Linked DNA regions of Mus musculus: region 1 is linked to region 2. The links are chromatin contacts, called in public Hi-C maps. All regions are on one chromosome and are shown on one strand. Each heading gives the region's core, a stretch centred on a gene start, on an enhancer-like site or on the middle of the called end of the contact. The rest is flanking DNA. Distances are from core to core; before and after follow the strand shown. Region 1 holds the start of Lonrf3 (LON peptidase N-terminal domain and ring finger 3). Region 2 has its middle 50 kb from the start of Lonrf3.

Evidence for each region. Hi-C and Micro-C count contacts between places; a contact is called where the count stands out from the background.
Region 1: a Hi-C map of bone marrow-derived macrophages shows a contact between it and region 2, with 2.7 times the contacts expected there. The contact joins the promoter of Lonrf3 here to the enhancer-like site in region 2. A contact is called at or near these places in 5 of 39 promoter capture datasets (the 3T3-L1 cell line, hippocampal neurons, liver and 1 more), 5 of 484 Hi-C or Micro-C datasets (bone marrow-derived macrophages, brain, embryonic fibroblasts and 2 more), 2 of 115 datasets of contacts at active chromatin or transcription factors (bone marrow-derived macrophages and memory CD8 T cells) and 3 of 9 other capture datasets (adipose tissue, liver and macrophages).

Annotation. Positions count from the first base shown.
Region 1 is chrX:36,326,810-36,330,259 of GRCm38.p6, forward strand. It overlaps Lonrf3 (LON peptidase N-terminal domain and ring finger 3), which reads left to right and starts at 1,600. Exons shown (of 11, transcript NM_028894.1): 1 at 1,600-2,590. The coding sequence starts at 1,771.
Region 2 is chrX:36,277,311-36,280,478 of GRCm38.p6, forward strand. No RefSeq gene overlaps it. Among named protein-coding and RNA genes, the nearest start is that of Lonrf3, 50 kb to the right of the region's middle. Within about 2 kb of position 1,376, at least 13 of the 459 cell types and tissues checked have an H3K27ac peak or open chromatin away from gene starts, as enhancers often do. A contact at or near this core is called in bone marrow-derived macrophages and memory CD8 T cells, where this site is marked.

The DNA of each region.
Region 1 (3,450 bases), core at 350-2,849, 50 kb after region 2:
TCCTGTCTGACCGGGGGGGGGGGGGGCTGCCCTGAAGTGTGCTGCACATTGTCTATACTTATTCTCCAGGATCTTGGTGTTTGTTGGCTTAAGGCTGGATTAAGGACCTCAATGCTGGCAAAGAGTCTATCATTCCAGCTCTGAAACAAGACTTAATCCCAGCTAAAACCATCCCAGACATTTGTTTAGAAGTGAAAATAATAGGTTTAGATGATATTGCCCAAGACCCCCCAGCTAAATGACCACAGCAGGAGGCAACTTGGAGACACTCAGCTTGGAATCTTAATTTGAGCACTCTCCAGGACCTGTAGGCGCGGGAGGGAGGAGGAAGACAATTGAGAGCAAGCCTGACTGAACTCAGCCTTCCTTCTTGAAGCAGTCTATCCTGAAGTGGGGTACTCCAGAACCCTGCCGGTTCATTTTGTTCATGGCTCTTGTCTGAAATGCAAAGGCCAGCAGTAAACAAATCCTTGTGTAGTTTGTGAGCAGTCTGGCATTTTTTTAAGGGGTGCCTGGTTGGGAATTTCCCGCCCCACTCCTCAGCCCAAGCCAGGCACTACAACTTGTGTTCAACCTAGCGCAAGGGCACAAACCCTAAGGTTAGGCACGGCCTGCCAGAAGTCAGCTTCTGTGAACCTGGAGGCTGTTTAGCAGCTGGGCTGTGACTGAATTCTCTGATTTTTTTTTCTGGATTTGCTGTCTTGGGCTTGTATCTTCCCTCTGCTTCCCTCACGCTCCCCCCCCGCCCCCCCCCCCGAGTTTACAGCGAACTCAGCAAACTCAGCTCTCAAGGTGGTGCCCATCTGGTCTCTGGGTCCTGGAGCCAGTGAATCTCCAGGGGGGTGCCCGCTCCAGCACTGGTCCCTGAGTTGGGGGTGGGAGGGAAGAGGAGGAGAACCGGAGGGCGCCTCCCTGGGGTCCCAATGAGCAATCTAATATAGGATTATAAGATGTGCGTTCTTCCCTTGCTGCCCAGCACGGACTGCCTAACTTGTTTTATCCGCTGGACCATTTGCTCATGATTCGCTGTCTTGGTAAGAAACAAAGAACTCTCCTAAAACTGCACTAAGTCTCTTTTGGGGGAATCCCTCAGGAAACCCAGGAGCTTCAGCAGGGGCACTTAACGCTCTTCTAGGGAACAAATGAGGACTTCTTGGGTGTCCCTAGGTGCCTTTGCAGACATCAGCCATCGCCCCCTGGAGGGGAGCCTGGCATTCCAGCAACTTCTGTGACTGGAGCCGATAGGGACCGGCCTCTCTCGGGCGGGGGGACTCCAACAAGCGGCTGGCAGAGCGGACCTGTTTGCAGACTACTTTTGAGGTGGGATGGCAAAGAGTTTAGAGCTGGAAAAGCGTGGAAGAAGAGGTTGTGTACCTCTCCCCAGTCCAGAAAGGACCCAAAATCACAAGTGAGAAAGAAAGAGTAAATGCAAACAACCTCAAAAAACAAGCCAAGAAAAGCCAAGCCAAAAGAAGCAAGCGCAAAGCTGTTACAAAACTGTCTGGTTTTGTAACAATTTCCCCGCTGCCGGCCAATGAGCAGCGTGGTAGGAGTCACGTGGTTGCGTTTTATATAACGCTTCGCTGAGACAAGACAGTTATTAGGCAGCGCGGGGCAGCCGGCATGGAGCTCGGGAGGCGAGGCAGACTCGCGCGCGCGGCGATCCCGCCTTCTCGCTCGCGCAGCCCGCTCCCAGCCGCCGCTCTTTCCTGCTAGTTCCCTGTTCCTAGACGCCTCTCCTCACTCCAACCTCCGCAGTTCCTTCTCTCAATGGATTCCCTTCAGACCGCACAGATGGTGAGCTTGTCCGCCGAGCTCGGCAGCAACAACTTGGAGCTGGCGGAGCCGGAGGAGCCGGGGACATCAGCGGCCGCAGGGCAGTCAGCCGCCCACCCGGAGGAGGTGACACCCGAGGGCTCCCAAGCTCTCGGGGCTCAAGAGCCCGAGCAAAGCCTGCCTCTGGCGGTCCCGACACCGCTGGAGTGCAAAGTCCTGCTCACGCAGGCGGATGCCTTGGCATCTGAGGGGCACCTTCGGGAAGCCCTCGAGGTGTACCGACAGCTCTCCGAGAGGCAGCAGCTCGTAGCGGAGCAGCTGGAGCAGCTAGTGCGCTGCTTGGCCGACAGTGTCCCGCAAGAGGAGCTGGCCTCCGACTCGAGCGGCACTTCGAGCTGCTGCGCCGCGGCGCTGAAAGAGGCAGGGGAGGCCGCGGCCGTGGCCCCCGAGGTATGGGATGGCTTTAAGTGCAAGAAGTGTCACGGGTTTCTCTCAGACCCGGTGTCCCTGTGGTGCGGCCACACCTTTTGTAAACTGTGCCTGGAGCGCGGGCGAGCCGCCGATCGGCGCTGCGCTCTGTGCGGGGTCAAGCTCTCCGCTCTGATGGCGGCCAGTGGGAGGGCACGCGGGCCGCGGCGCGCGGGGCAGCCGGCGCCCCTGCAACTGCGAGTTAACGTGGTACTCAGCGGCCTCCTGGGCAAGTTGTTCCCGGGCCCCGCGCGGGCGTCGCAACTCCGGCACGAGGGCAACCGGCTGTTCCGCGAGCACCAGGTGGAGGCAGCTCTGCTCAAGTACAACGAGGCTGTTCGTCTAGGTGAGTCCCCCCCACCCCCCATGCGCCGCCACAGGGGCCGTGCGGGCTTGCTCGCCACGCGAGGGGGGCGGGGGAGCGATCCCTGCTGGGAGGCGGGGGCGGGGGGACGGACCGGACTGATTTGGTTTCGCGCGCGCGCGCGCGCGCGCGGGCTGGGGGGTGGGGTGGCGAGGGAAGAGCCCGTGGCCCACGAGGAGGAGGGAGGGGGCATTGCAAGGAGTTTGTCTTCCCTACTTTAGCTTTTTTTTAAAAGCTGTGTCTCAGTCTTCTGATTGGTCCTATAGCTTTTTTTTTCTTTTCTCGTGCTCTTTCCCTCTCTCCTGCTTGCTTTCCTGCTCCTATACCTCCTGGTTCCAGTTTCTTAGTTTATCCCGTTCGTCTCTTTTTTGCGCATTTTTTTTCTCAGTTTTGTCGCTGTTTCGGTCTTGCTCAGTGTCACTGTCTCTAGTTCACGGTCTTTCCTGGACACTTTGGAGCTCGCTCTTACACCTGCCGGTACCTCCCCTATCAGCAGAAGAACTTGGCACTATTTTCCAAACTCCCGCGCGGTCCTCCTGGCTTTTACCAACCGGAGGTGGCTTGCGGGCGCCTGAGTCCGTGGCTCCCGCCTCTGGGAGTTGTCCCTTCCGGGGCCGAGGCTCCCTGTGGGGTGGGTCCCGCCTGGAATTAGGTCAGGAGAGCACTGGTTGCATAAGGCCCTCGAGCCAGCCCGGGCCGGCGGCCCCTCCCCCGCGCGGGCGGGCGGGCAGGCAAGCGGGCGGGCGGGCGGGCGGGGATTGTGTAACGCTGAGGTAACTGAAGTGGGCCACGCTCGCCTCAGAAACCATCCCGCGAGCGTGTGCGGGGGGCGGAGGGGGGGG
Region 2 (3,168 bases), core at 126-2,625:
TGTGAGACTTCTGTAACAAGCGTTTTCATTTGCTAACCCATCTCCCTAGCCCAGGACAGAATAATTTAGGTGACATTTTCTCTTTGACTAAAGTAGAAAAATCTTTCTGCCTGCATGTTCTTGAATATAACCCATATTTGGGAGAATTTTGCATAGAGTTTTATGTAAAATTGTTGCTTAAGGCCATTCACTTAGCAAACTCTCACCTTTTATTTCTTTGTCAAATAAAGGAACTGAATTTAACTGTTGAATTTCAGATTTGTGTGTTATCATATAATTTTAATAAATGTCTGAAGATGGATCCTTGAGGTGAAGGGAGAAGCTTTAGAGTTCATCATAATTTTTTCCTCCACACCCAGTGTATTTTACATAAAATGACACAGATTTTCTTAATAACTTTAATGGTGTGCTATTAGAATATAGCTGCAACATTAAGCCAGGAGAATTATCAGTGCTAAGTATGCTCCAATTTAGAATGCATGAATAAATTCTCTAAAACACTTAAGAACATCCATTTTCCTCAGCTAAATGATCTGAAAGTTCAAAAGGTAAAAGGAACATTTCTTCTTATATGAAAAGTGGCTTGCATTTCAGCATAGTGTGTGTGTGTGTGTGTGTGTGTGGTGTGTATGGTGCTGGAGATTGAAACCAGAGCATCCCTGTACACAGACTTTCCTTTTTATTTTGAAACAGAGTATCACTAGCAGGCTGGCTCCGGGTTTACCGTGGGCCAGTGAGGCCTTGAACTCATGGACCCTCCTATCTCAACCTCCTGAGTAGCTGGGAACACAGCTTGGCCACCAACTTTGACTCAGAGTAGAGGTCTCTCCTCTCCTCTCTTTTCTCTTTCCCTATCCTCCTTCCTCCCTCTACTCCTTCTCTTTTCTGGGATTTTGGAGACAGAATTTCATGTAGAATAGCATTTGTTGCCATTGTGTTATTGATGATAGTCCTGTTGATGAGTGAGGTGGACTCTTAAAATATATTGTTTTAAAGACAAAGACTCATGTATCGTAGGTTGACCTAAAATTTACTTATAGCCAAGGATGACCTTGAACCTCTGATCCTTCTCTCTTTATATCCCAAGGGCTGAGCTGACAGGTATCATATTTGTATTCAGACTACAGTCTTGATAATCACTTGTAAGCTCCTTGCTGGCACATTTAAAATGTCCCTTGACAGTTTCATGGCAACTATGTATGGTGTGTCCCCTTTTCTTCGAGTGTCAGAGATTTACAGATCTGTTGAGGTACTAGTGGCTCTGGTACTTCACTATTCCACCTCTACTCCACTGGTAAGAACTTGCCTTACATAATGCAAGAGGAACTGACAAATAATGCTTAAGATGATAAAAGGGTGATTAGGAGATTCAGGGGTGGGGTGGAGGCTAGCTAAAGTACCTTTACCCCAGCTAGGTTTGCCAGTCACTAAGTTACTGTCTCAACCCTAAACCTATTCTCTGCTACCCTGCTTTGTTAGGCTAGCAAGAGCACAGGGCAAACAGAATCTCTGCCTTGTTGACTGACTCAGTTGTAGGTTTTCCCACTGGGGATTAGTAGAGAGGAGACTGAATAACTGGAGGACTTGTTCTTTCACTGGGGATTAGTAGAGAGGAGACTGAACAATTGGAGGACTTGTTCCTTCCTGTTTACTGACTGTGGGTTTCCTGTCTGCTCAGGCTTCCTGTGAGCATCACTTCAGCCTTGATACTTCACTCTGGAAATAGCAAATCTTCCCTATAGCCCCAGTCGATCCACTTTGCAGCTTTTCAGTCCACTTGAAAGAACAAGCCACATCCCACTTCACTCTCAAATACCAAGTGAGAAATCTGTGCCCCTCCACAGACCTCTCTATCCCAGGACCACAGGATTTCCCTCCAGTCTGAGGAAGATCAGTTAACATAATATACCTAGGTTATATAGCTTACTCGGGTTTTATCTGTTTCAGCACCCACACACCATTTTTGAATGGACTTATGATTAAATATATGGCATTTTCCAGAAGATACTTATTTCTGTAACCAACACTGCCACCACATCCAAGGGAAATGTCCCCATGTCCTTTCATTTTTATGTTCACTCTTCCCACCACCTCCTTCTTGACAGCCACTTAAATGCTCCCTATCTCTCTAGTTTGTTTGGAGAATGTTGTATAAATAGAAACATATGGTGTCTAATCATTCCACAATTTACTATTTATTGAACATGGTGTCCTTAAGATCTATTCAAGCTGTTGGATATGTCAATGGTCGGTTTCTTTTTGTTGTTAAGTAGTAGTCCACATTATCAGTTATAGAAGAATATATTTAATTATTTACAAGATGAAGAATATTTAGTTTGCTTCTAATTGGGGATATTAAACTGATTGTGAACATTTGAGCAGAATTTGTTTTGTTTTCAGATAGGAGCTCTCTGTGTAGCTCAGGCTAGCCTTGACCTTGTGATTGTTTCAACTTCAGATCCCTGCCTTCTGAAATAATAAGCATCCCATTTGTGGATAGGATTTGAGGTGAATATGAAATTAATTTTTTCTGGGATAAATACCTAGGGGTGTTATTATTTAGGCCACATGGTAACTGTATGTTTAGTGTTTTCAGAAATTACCAGAGTTAGTCCAAAAGTGGTTATATTATTTTTTCTCTCATTGTGCATGACTCCTATTTACTGTCCTTATTAGCATTTGATTCATTTTTTGTGTTAGCTATTTGGATAGGTGCATAGTAGCATCTCACTGTGTTTTTAATTTGGATTTCTCCCTTGACTGGTGATGTTGAACATCTCTTATGAATATATGTGTCATGTGTATCATTGCTGATGATGTGTTTGTTTAAGTCTTTTGCCTATTTAAAATTTGGGGTTGGTTACCTAGGTTAAAGGATTTTTTAAAGTACATTCTGGTGTTTCACAATTATGCTCTGTCTGTAGACTATTTTTCATCCTTTTTGCATAGTCTTTCAGAGAACAAAATTACATGAATGTTTCAATGACATTGACCTTTCCCCTTTTTGTATTGTGCATTTGATGTATTGTCTACCCTTCATTAAACTTCAGTTTATGACATTGTCTCTCAGATTCTCTTCTAAAAGTTCTATAACTATATTTTAATCAACAATCCAAGTTGAGTTATTTTTTCTTTTGCATAAGAGGATATTTAGGCTTCAGTTTATCA